Regions from separate parts of the Hordeum vulgare genome. Here region 2 is linked to region 1. A link is a contact called in public Hi-C data. All regions are on one chromosome and are shown on one strand. The core of a region is the stretch at or near the end of the contact, and the rest is flanking DNA. Distances in the headings are between cores, read along the strand shown.

Region 1 (6,148 bases), core at 2,033-4,532:
GCCTCGGCGGCGAAGTAGTCGTCGTCGTCCTCGTCGTCCATGAACTCCTCCCATGAGTAGATGGAGTCATCGTCGTCGTCCGAGTCGTCGGAGCACTCCTCCAGGAAGCTGTTCTCGTAGCAGTCGTCCACACGGGGGCCCAGGATCTTCAGCCCGGGGTACTTCTCCTGCAGGAGCTTGTCGTCCACGCCCCAGCAGCCGCGCAGGTCCAGGAACTTGAGGTCGTGGCACCGGGACGCGATCTCCACCACGGCGTTGGTCGCGATCAGCATGTACCCAATCTCCAGGTGCCGGAGCTTCGGCATGCTGCCGGCGATGGCGCGGGCCTCGTCGTGCTGGCACACCTTGCCGGCGACGTCTATGGGGTGCATGACCCGCCGGAGCCCGACGAGGGACTTGCAGTTCTTGCCGAACGCCTCCAGTGCACGCGCGCCGATCTTGGTGCAGCTGCTGACGTCCAGGAATGTGACGTTGGACAGTCTTTGCGCAACATCTTCCACTATGCAGTCGCTGATCTCGCTCCTCGGAAGCTCCAGGGTCTTGAGAGATCGCGCACTTACAAAAGCAAACACTGTAGGGTCAGTACGGTTGAACAAAATATTATTGATACGGTCACTGGTAAACAAAGTATAATTGATACTATGATGTATATCCCTGTTCTCATAGGATCCATAATTGAAAGGTAACAGAGATATTTCAAAATGGTCACAACCTGCTCGATCAAATGCTATGCAGCGGGTATGAACTGAGTTTCTAACATTCATCATAATCAGAAAGTAGATTGAGCCAGAAAGAAGGGGAGCGCTGTGGAGTTGGGGGATGGTTGGTGATACCATTTTGAACATGTTCTTCTGCACTGCACACATGTTCTTCTGCACTACACACATGTGCAGGATATAACACCATGCTCGCAGCATTCATCACTATCAGAAAACACATTGAGCCCAAGGAGTATTATTGTGCTAGCAACTTGACACCACCACCTATAACCCTGTATTTATGGATTGATGCACGGGAATGATACTACTCCATTTGCATCTGTGCAACTGAATTAATAGTTTACGAGAATTCAGCAATAATAGAGCGGACCTTATTGTGTAAAGACAAATACAGCAGCAAGGCAGGTAAATTTGGAATCAATTACATAAGGTAATTGTTTATATTCATTAGCACATGATTCTCTAATGAATAGACGTATTAGCATTCATGCCTTGCAGCATTTCTTAGAGATTTGGGCCCTCGATCGTTCGATCATGTCATCCATCCGATCTCCGTCTTCCATTTTCTTACCGCATGCACTAAAACCCTACACATACACCCTGCGCCCTTTCGTCTACCGTGGACACCACTCTCTTACTTCCCGCCCCACCTCTCCGTCGACCTCACCCTTCTCCTCCCTAACCGCCTTAGTGATGCAACTCCTATAATGCAATCACAAAGCCATGATATTTCACCTGCCACTATACCTTGTGGCAACCTAAACCATATTTTGCACAAGAGCCTTCCTGCATTATGCAAGGATGCTGTCGAATCTGAACAAGCACTACAGCAACATGCACATTCCCACCAGCTAATGGTTCACAACTAATAAAACTAATATACCGTTCCCATCTAGGTTATCAAATCTTATCAGAGCAAAGCATCATCAAACATAAAAATGATTTCGACAGAAGGACACTACTTACTGGTTTGCGATGAAGGTGAACAACGAGTCGCTTGGAAGCCCGGACACGCTAATGCGGCGGAACGAGCCATCGCTGCGAGTGACGAGCGTATGAACCATGCGGGCGAGCTGGTCAGGCTTGTTCTGCTGCTGGCTCCACTCCTGGATGTCGATCTCCTGCCAGCAGTAGGGACCTGAGACCACCCGGCTCCAGGATTTGCAAACCCGGGGAACCACGGTGAGCATCTCCTGAAGGGAGAGGTTGCGGAAGATGAGCCCCAGGGCATCTGGCAATAGGTCCTCCCAACATCTCTGCTCACCGTGCTCTTCCATCCCTGATCCTTCCAGGACTGATCATGCAAGTTGTATGATCCACCTGTTTCAGGAACAATCATACATGAATCTCCGATAAAATCTCCTTAGTTCACATAGTTGAAGGCTTGAAGCAGCACATTCAGAATTTCGAGGTGACTCACATTAACAGTACGAATGTGCTTTCCTATGGTATGAAAAAAAAAATCCAGATAACCAACATTTATTTCGAGATAATAAATTGCCAATATGGCAAGACCACCATAAAGGAGCAGCTACCAAGGTACAGGAAAAATAAAACCCAGCGATGACGATAAAATTCCCAGAGGGAAAAAAACACACCAGGACGAACACAACTGCAAAGCTTCCCCTGAGCTGCGAAGAGAGAGGTCGCACGCTGCAACTTCAACAGAACTACAGGAAGAAATGAGGTCGAACCGAGGGGAGATGGCCGGGAGAAGGGGAGGAAAGATGAGCTTTCTTTTACCAGTCCAAGAAGCAGGCCAGATATGGCAGAGCGCCTAGAGCAGCGCACGCGGGCGCTAAAAATAGCACCCCCTCTTGGCGCAAAGCGGGCCGGTCACTGGTAGCGAGGACCCAAATCAGGAAACCTATCCATCCAAGAACCAAACGCTGCTGCTAGAGCAGCAGCAAGATGCGAGCACCAACCAAAAGCCAGCCCAGCCAAGGAATTAAGCTTTGTTAAGCATCGCCTCACTCGCACTCACACCAACCAGCGAGTGCCAGGAGCGAGGAGAGGACGCCGCGCGCAGATCTAAAGCAGCGCCCTTCGCCAGGGAACGAGGAATTCGAGAAAGCGTGGCGCGCGGCAACTGGCGGCGCCAACCTATATACTACGCCGGCCTACGCTGGTGGCCTCTGGACGCGCGCTCGCGAGAAAGAGCGCAAAAGCTCGGCCGGCCTTTCCCGTCCATGATTTCTTTTGTTCTTTCGCGAAAGGAGAAGGGAGGCGAATAAGAATAAGATGGAGAGAGACCCGTCTTTTTCTTTCGCCCCTCCCCGCCTTGGCGAGGATTCGCTCGCGGGATGGCCGGGAGGGGGAATGAACAACGTTGACGCCGTGGGGAGGGGGGTGACGGGCCGGCTCGTGGCGGCGGCGGGGTGGCTGGACGGGAGGGAGGAGGCTTACCGGGCCGCGGCGGAGGTGGTGGCGGTGGCGGTGGCGACGCTCCTTGGATCTGTGGAGGGCGTCTCGGTAGGGAAGGAGGAGGGGTGTGGGGTGGGGAGGGAGACAGAGTTGAGTGTAACAGTGGAGGGGTGAGGTGGTCGGCGAGAGGACCGGAAAGTCTTTCTCCTTTTGTTGCGCGCGCGTGCCTTTTGCGGTGCAGCGGGGATGGAAAACGCGGCCGGGCTGGAGCGGTTCTGAAGCTGAAAACGTGACGCGACCGCAGGTGTTCTAACTTAAAACGTGATGCGCTCAAACGAAGGGGCCATGGATCGAGCGAGCGAGTCATGATTTTGTTGACGAGATTGCTGACGTTGACGCAGGATTTATCTGTGATGCTGCGGTGTGTGTGGGGTAGATTTTTTATTCCAGATTCAATGATACTCCCTCAGTTTCTAAATACTCTTAAGTCTTCATATTTTTTTATATAGACTACATACGAAACAAATTGAGTGAATTTATGCTTTAAAATATGTCTATATGCATCCGTATGTACTCCCTCTGCAAAGTAAGGGCTAGGTGCAACTGAATAGGCAATCAGCAGAATGTCTTATAAAGCGGACGTCTGGGTTTTGGAAAGTGTCGTTAAACCACAACTTTAGCTCGCGGGTTCGGTTGCTCTTATATTAGTTTACAAAGAAAGTATTTCGTAGTGAAATATCAAAAAAAAAATATTTAAAAACAAAGAAAGTACATGACAGATGTGTTCTAAATTAATGTGGGATCAAAGTGCTATTATGTTTCTATGGCTTTTTGTGTTTGCATAAAGGCTTTCTAGATATGTTTTTGTTCCTCCAAATTTTAACTATTACTTTCCTAAGTAGGAGTAGATATGTTTTCCTAATGTCATGCTAGTAATATTCGTCAATACAACTGTCCACCTTGATGCGATTTTTTGATTTAAAAACACTCGAGACCTTTACTCGTCTTAGGGCCCAACGTTATGTCACGTTCAGTAGTTGTTCGTCATGCGAACAATTAGAGAAATGTTCGTGTTGACAAAGAAGTGAAATTCAATGCTAACATCAAAGGAGACAAAACAGAAAATATCTACATATCTATGCTCCTAGCAAATTATAGTAAAATAAAGTAAATATGATTGCAAATTTCTAAACGACGTTTGACATAAAAGAATTTCAAATTTCAACCATCACTTCCCTAACTAGGTTTGTTTACAACCATGCCCCCCACCCTACTACCGCTCCCTTCCCGCGGTTTTCGGGTTTGAAAATGATTGGGCACTTGTGGCCCAACAATCCAATGACCTAGGATTTGGCCCATCATCATTCAAACAGTGTGCTTGCTTTAGCCATCGCCATCAAGCGGTCGTGCTTTGCATTCAAAATATGGCAACATCCCATCTCCTCGCATGCAATACACCAATACGAGGAAATAAGGTTCCTATCCAATTAGGGTCTTAGATGCGCTGTCATCTAAATCCTCGAGTGAACAGTTGAATAAATGTTCTCTATTGAAAAAAAGGATTCACGGTTGCCATTGAAAGAGACAAAAACACAAGATGCTTTCATGCATATGGTTCTCGCAAATTACAGTAATGTAAAGTAATGTAAACGACTTTCACGATGGACCTTTTCTTCAAATTTTAACTATGGTTTCCCTAACTAGATTTGTTTCTGACCATGTCCCACTAGTCATATTCATCGGGAAAACTGTTACCCTTCCCATGATTTTCCAATTTGAAACTGCTTGAGCCCTTCGCTCGTCTTGAGACCTAACAGTTGAAAATATTTTCTCGAGGCAATAATAAATTGTTTATTATCATATTTCTTTGTTCATGATAATCGTTTATTATCCATGCTTGAATTGTATTGATCGAAAACACAGATACATGTGCAGATACATAGACAACACGGTATCCCTAGTGAGCCTTTACTAGACTAGCTTGTTGATCAAAGATGGTTAAGGTTTCATAACCATAGACATGAGTTGCCATTTGATAATGGGATTACATCATTAGGCGAATGAAGTGATGGATAAGACCCGACCGTAAACATAGCTTATGATCGTATCACTTAGCTTATTTCTAATGCTTTCTTCATGTCAAGTATCTGTTCCTAAGAGCATGAGGTCATGCAACTCCCTCACACGAGAGAATGCCTTGTGTGTATCTGAAAGCACAATTTCTCCCTTAGGTAGTTTTGTTAATTAATAATAACATATGTATCATTGAACTAATGATCTTATCCAAGTATATTTCAGAAAAGTTCAAAGATGCACTGGCTAAAGGATTGTGAGGAGAAACCCCTTGATGCAACGAAAGCAATAGGATTGACTCAAGCTTCAAGCAAGAGGACTCTACATTTTACATTTGTGAGAAATCACTTTTTAGTTCATAGGAAAGCCAATACTATTAAAAGGGGGTGAGGTATTATGATGAATTGGTTGCTCAAATGCTTAGAGATAGCCACCAAAAATACTCAACATTTCTCTCACAAAAATCTCTGTCCCAAGCCAACACAACAAAATTGGTGCCACCAAGTTTCCCGTTCGGCCCTACCGATTTTCCCAGTGATAGATCCTTTGCCAAAGCCTAATATCTTGGTACCACCAAGTTCCACATCGGTGGCACTGAAAGTCACTGACCAACTCTCTGGTTTCTCTATTTCAAGAATCGGAATTTCCGAGATTGAAATCGGTACCACCGAGATTTGGAAACTGCCCTAGGTCGTCGTATCGATACCACCGAGATTCATATATCGGTCTCACCGAGAATTCAAAAGTTGCCATATTTAGTGCAACTCGGTACCACCGAGATTCATTTCGGTGTCACCGAGTTGGGCAATAATGTTGTAATGGTTGGATTTGGGGGATGCCTATATATACCCATCCAGCTCCTCTCGTTCGTAGAGGAAGCACTCACAACACACACACTTGCGAGATCCATTTTTCTAAGAGAGAGAGCCACCTACTCATGTGTTGAGATCAAGATATTCCAATCCATTCATTTGAAACTTGATCACTAGCCT
Region 2 (6,148 bases), core at 2,256-4,755, 210 kb after region 1:
ACAGGCCATGTTACATTGAGTCATTGACGACATCACAGAACGTAATACGCAATCTTAGTGGTGTAATCTTGTCATCTGACTACTAAAGCAGTCCCTAAGCACTACCAATGTGCAATATATGCATCTCAATTAGAAGGATGCAGACCAATGGGGAATAATGCAGAATCTGCAGAAAACCAGGTCATGTGCGTGCATAAGAGTGTGGTAATTCAACGACACAATCAGGGAACAATGTATCACATTCACCTATAGGCCTCAAAATGGATGGATATAGCAATTCAATGACAAATATCAACTCTAGCATCATCTGGCATACTGATTGTCAGAACTCAGAAATAGCTCAACGACACAATCAGGGAACAATGTATCACATTCACCTATAGGCCTCAAAATGGATGGATATAGCAATTCAATGACAAATATCAACTCTACCATCATCTGGCATACTGATTGTCAGAACTCAGAAATAGCCATTTTGAACAAACAAAATAAAACAAGAACCATCCCGTACAGGAAATTGGTGTTGATAATGTACAAAATGCAATATCAGACCATGAAATGGCTATATTGATCTCGATGTCATGAGAAGAATGCTAATGCAATCCAGGATATCAGCGTGGAGGTCCTAGACGGAGGGCATTGCTAAGATTATTCAATTATTTTCTCTGTTTATTGCACTAAATCATAGCATCAACTCCAGTTCAGCATGTGCTGAAAAAGCATCTGGGCATTGATAGTTAGTTGGTATCTTCTTTCTTTCAGGCTACAAGAGATACTTACGTTAGCGCTTCCAAGGTGTCCCGAGGACATACTAGCAACCTGAAAGCATCTAACATAGCATTTTCGTTATAACCACAACAGCAAAATTATACTGCTCTTTCAACAGAAATAGTCTATCTGAAGGACCAGAATATCACCAAAGAACTAGCCAGGACAGGAGTGCGTTGAAGCTAGCTATCCACGTGCCAGAACCAAGAGTTGGTTTCGAGATCTTATGGGTTTCAACTCTAGCCTAACCCAACTTGTTTGGGACTAAAAGACTTTGTTGTTGTTGCTGTTGTTGAATGTACTCAAAGTTCCATTAAAATGCCAGAAGAGAGTTTTCACAAGACTGGGTGAGAACAGAACTTTTCTGTCAACTCTTTTGCATCACAAAGTAATAAATGTAGAAACTGCAGAAATTTTAGCATTGTGGCGGAGTTAGCTACTAAAAAGAAAGGTTACATCAGCTTACAGGTAGGGATGAAAACAGAAGGAACTGAGTGCTGCAGCATTTGTTTTCATAATGTTTTCCAGAAGTGGAAACGAATACAAAAGGCCCAGAAATGAATACGATACGGACGCAGATACAAAACTGAATGTTCGCTGGAACTAAAAGACCCTTAAACAATTGAGAAAAACACGATCAAACTAGCAAATTATTTCAATTTATCTGACTACAATGTATTTCAATGATCTCCTAAACCAGCCGAACCTCATGGAGGGAATGTTCGCTGGAACTAAAAGACCCTTGAACAATTGAGAAAAACACGATCAAACTAGCAAATTATTTCAATTTATTTGACTACAGCAAGAAGAAACAGGGGCGCAAATGTTTTTACTGGTTAAAACCTAGAGATGTCTTGAAAAGTCATTCTGTTAGTACGCCCTAACACATAGATCAAAAGTCAAATCAGTATTGGATCAACTGAGGTTTAATCCATTCTTAATAAGATGATGTCAACGTGGAAATAGCATAAGATTACAGCACGTGCGTACAAAGTTTTGTATTCCAACCTAATACATACAGAAACAATTTCGTGCAAGGTGTTCTTGGCAGTTTTTAAAAACTTTAGGTAGCACTTTGCTCTTACTAATATTATAGCACTCAACTATGCATACAGATCCAATCTGTTAGTTCCCAATATGGTTGATATTCAGTAGGGGTCGGATAGTTGGCACATAATCTCATGTTGTACATGAGCCTGAAAATGTCTTCCTTCTACAGCTACGGAACGGAGTCCTTTACTAGAACTAGCTCGGCCCTGAAATCAGTATGCTATTTTGAAGCTTACTTGGGAAAGAAACTGAAGCACTAACTGATCTCTGTCTATTTCCTACTCCCTCTGTACCTAGACAATTGTAGTTGGCAATTACTTAGGTACAGAGGGAGTAGATAGGAGATGCACATATTAACTAACAGGATCCAATAGTTGGGCATCAGCTAAACTTACACCATGATTAGAGAGTGTTCAGGATCCATACCATTTGATAAGTGAGCCAAAGAGGAAATGCTGCATGATGGGCACCTTCTCAAGCACTTCAGCCTTGTACATCTTGAGCAGCCCACTGTTCACCTTCTTCCAGTTGGGCACGGCGCTGATATCATCCAACATCGGCGAATGCTCTGCAAAGGGCCCCTTCTTCACTTTTTTCACATACATGACGCACGCCAAGTACATGTACTCCTTGGAGAAGTTCTCCAAGATATCCGGGTTGTGGATCGACTTGGGTTTCATGTACTTGTGATCAATCAGTTGCGCAGCACCGAACACAAAGGGCAGGAAATGGTAATCATCTAGCCCCCAGACGCCGTGGGAGCCCGCAGGCTCCAGCAGGTACGTGTCCTGCAGCGTGCGCATGAGGTCGAGGTAGGAAGCAAACACGCGTAGCACGACGGCTGGGTAATCGGGCTCGGTGATGAGCCCGAGCCGCGCCAGGCAGTAGAGGAAGGCAGCGAAGTTGGTCTCATGCCCCGTGCCGTAGTCGATGCGGGAGCCGTTGCCGAAGGAGTCGAGGAGGTAGGGCGCGAGCTCGAGCTCGGCGCCGGCGAGGTCCGAGGGGGACGCGGCGGTGGCTGTGATCGGGGCGATCAGGTCGTTGACGGAGTCGGCGAGCTTCTCGTGCCAGAGGCGGAAGGCGGGGTTGCCGTACCGGGAGCTGTGCGGGAACGGCGGGGTGGACGCGACGAAGGCGGACAGCGCGGAGATGAGGTCGAGGAGGGCGGAGACGGCGGGGGAGGGAGGGGAGGGGAGCGGGTCGGAGAGCTTGCGGCCGTGCACGGAGGCGGAGAGCAAGGCGACGAAGCCGAGGAAGTGGCGGCCGTGGGTGGAGTCCTTGAAGCGGGCGATGTCGTCGGGGGACGCGATGCGCTTGGCGGGGGCTTGGAAGGCGAAGGGCGGCGAGGCGGGCGGGACCGGGAGGGGCTGCGGGACCGGGGAGAGGACGATGGCGGCGGTGTTGGTGGGCGCGTTGATGGCCGGCATGCGGATGGGGCGGTAGGCGGGCGGCGGGGAATCCCCGGTCCAGGGGGCGGGGGCGGGCGCCGCGGCGGGCGCGCCGCAGGAGCGGCAGAGCGGGGTGTGGGTGTGGGTGTGGCCGGCGTGGGAGGGAGGGGAGGTGGATGGCGCGGCGGCTTGAGGGGTCGATTCGGGGTTGGACATGGCTGCCGGCGGCGGGGGATCGCGGGCGGGGAGCTCTGCTCGTTTGGGTCGGCGAGGAGGGGATACTTGGGGGAGGCACTGACGCAGGGGAAGAGGAGTTGCTAACTTGCGACACGCGGAAAGGAAATGGCTGCTTCCGTTGGGCCGTCAATCGGTTACCTCGGTTTCGGACGGATCTGACAGGTCGGCCCAAATGAAGGATTTTTCTTCAAATCCATGAATTATTTTTAAATCCACGTCTCATTAATGCGTGATTTTAAAAAAAAAAATCACGTTTCATTAATCCGTGAATTATTTTCAAACCCCGAAAAAAATTGAGTTCGTAAATTTTCTTTCTCAAACCATTTTTTTTACTTCATGAACTTTTTTGAGTTTGTGAACAATTTTTTGAATCCATCAACTTTTTCGAGTTCGCAACCTTTTTAAAATTCACAAGCATTTGTCTTCGAATTCATAATTTTCCAAAATTCTCCTTCTTTTATTTCTAAAAGTCAATGGCGGACTGGGCAACACCGAACTGACCGTATACAAAAGAAACGAAGGCATTGTGAGCGAGATGGAAAACGTTTACCACCTGTGCGCCGGCGGAACGCTTCGGTCGGACGCATGCGCGTCGTTGATCTCTCGAGCTCCTCTCCATCCTGAACGGTCCGCGATTTCCTCCCCATCTCGAACGGCTCGCGCTGCGCCGCATCATCTGCGCGCCCCTGCGCCGCCGTCGTCGCTGCGCCGGTCCCTGCCCCCGTCGGCCCGCCCGAATCGCCAGTTTCCGCCACCGTCGACCGTCCGCATCGCCGGATCCAGCTTTCGTCCGTCGTCCTCGTCGTCTGCCCGCCATGGCCGGGGCGCACGTATACAAGTGTTAACAAAACGTCACTCAAAATTGCTGCAACGGCTATTTAAAAAAGCTTCAACCGTTGATTAAAAAAGCTGCAATCATACATATAAAAAGCTGCAAGGCAAATCATACTTTTCCTCGTGAAGTTTTTGGTTGAAGCTTTTCTATACACGGTTAAAACTTTTTGAGGAGTGACCACGCGAGATGCTGGAGTCGGAGCGGCGTTTGAAACTTTTTTCATACACAGTTGAAGCTTTTTCAGTCAACGTTTGCAACTTTCCCTCGTGAAGTTTTTGGTTGAAGCTTTTTTTTAACGGTTGAAGCTTTTTCTACACACGGTTGAAACTTTTTATCCAGCGTCTGCAACACAGGGGGTGAGATGCGACCGAAACGAGGTGAAGACCGACGGGCTACATCCATGATGCTTTCGACGGGCGGCTAAGGCGATGACCGGCGGCGACCGACGGTGAGGGCGACCAACGGTGAGGAGGCGAAGCGGTCGGCGCGTGCTGGGACATCGACGGGGGCGAGGCGCGTGCTGGGACGGCAGCGCGTGCGAGGATGACGGGGCGATGAGGGCTCGTGCGAGCAGATCTGACAGTCAGGGGGCCCTGATCCGACGGCTGCTGCACGACCGGTGCTAACCCTCAGGCCGGCGCGCCCGCGCCTAGCACTGGCCGAGCGAGATCTTCAGCTTGTTGTTGAGTAGGGCCATGTAGACGGGAGCGTAAGTGCTGGCGAGGATGTCTCGTCCTATTCTGTGCCTTAGGCGCTTGAAAAGGTGAGTTGGCGCGTTCACGTGTACCCCAAGCGGCCTGCCCGGTCGCCTGTTCAGTCGGTTGAACGCTGCATCGGTTTGACCAATGGATCGTTGTCAGTGGACTTCCAATTGTTTTTCTTTATAATTCATAAACAATTAGAAAAAAAAATCAATAATTCAAAGAAAATTGACAAAAAAGGTTTGTGAATCTGGCAAATTTTTTGGAAGTTGCAAGAACTCCAGGATTTTGAAAAAGTCAACAAATTATTTAAAAAAAGTTCATTAATCCGGGAAAAGTTCGTGAATTCAAATTGTTTTTATGAATTACATAATTTTGCAAAAATTTAAAATGTTTCTGAATTGTAAACAAGTTTCTTTATTTTCTAAAAATATTAGTGAGTTTTAGAAAAAATATAAAATAACTGAAACATATAAAAACTGAAAAATGGTAAAAAAATACAAAAGAAAACAACGACGAACAAAAACCATGCTAAAAAATCAACGAAAAAACCCAGCCATCCTAAAACTCTTGGGTGGATAGAAATGGGTCGGCAGCGCAGTTCGTTTACTGAAAAGGGGGTGAGCCATATACCATTGACACTCTATTTGGCGCTTAAGGCCCAAATGCCATAATGACATTTCCCAGATAGTTCGTGAATTCGACGCAATGCTGCTTCCATTGGGCCTTGTAAAAGCATTCGGCCATAATAACATTGTTTGAAAGCTTTATAGTGGCACAAATGGGCGGTGATATAGCAAGGGACCTCCTATGTGACGCTCTTTGCGTCAAGGAGTTGGATTTTCGCAAAGGGGTGGCTCGCCTGGGGCGGCCCAACTCATGATCGCGAGGTCAAAAAACAGTAAAACACGCAAGAACCAACACCTCTCCTAGAATTCGAAGCCGAGAGCTCTAAGTCATGCGTGTGATGCGCTAGCCACTGCGGCAACAAAGCTCTTGCTCTATTTGCCTTGCAATATTAGAAGAAACATAAGACAACGGCGGAACAACTGAACAAAATGTAAAACCGATTACACTTTTTAAATACAATCAGTTTTCCAAATCCCCAAACATTGTCTGAAAAACAAGAACATTTTTTGAAATGAATATTTTTTTTAAAACACAAGTTT

The links. A called contact is a pair of places that touch in the nucleus more often than the background predicts.
Region 2: a Hi-C map of leaf shows a contact between it and region 1, with 5 times the contacts expected there. The contact joins the promoter of LOC123408794 here to the promoter of LOC123408839 in region 1. A contact is called at or near these places in 4 of 6 Hi-C or Micro-C datasets (leaf and seedling) and 1 of 1 datasets of contacts at active chromatin or transcription factors (embryo).

What each region holds. Positions count from the first base shown.
Region 1 is chr7H:83,302,707-83,308,854 of MorexV3_pseudomolecules_assembly, forward strand. It overlaps LOC123408839 (F-box protein FBW2), which reads right to left and starts at 3,283. Exons shown (of 3, transcript XM_045101881.1): 1 at 3,126-3,283; 2 at 1,686-2,039; 3 at 1-555. The coding sequence starts at 1,996.
Region 2 is chr7H:83,517,234-83,523,381 of MorexV3_pseudomolecules_assembly, forward strand. LOC123408794 (serine/threonine-protein phosphatase 2A activator) reads right to left here and starts at 3,506. Exons shown (of 2, transcript XM_045101836.1): 1 at 2,245-3,506. The coding sequence starts at 3,422.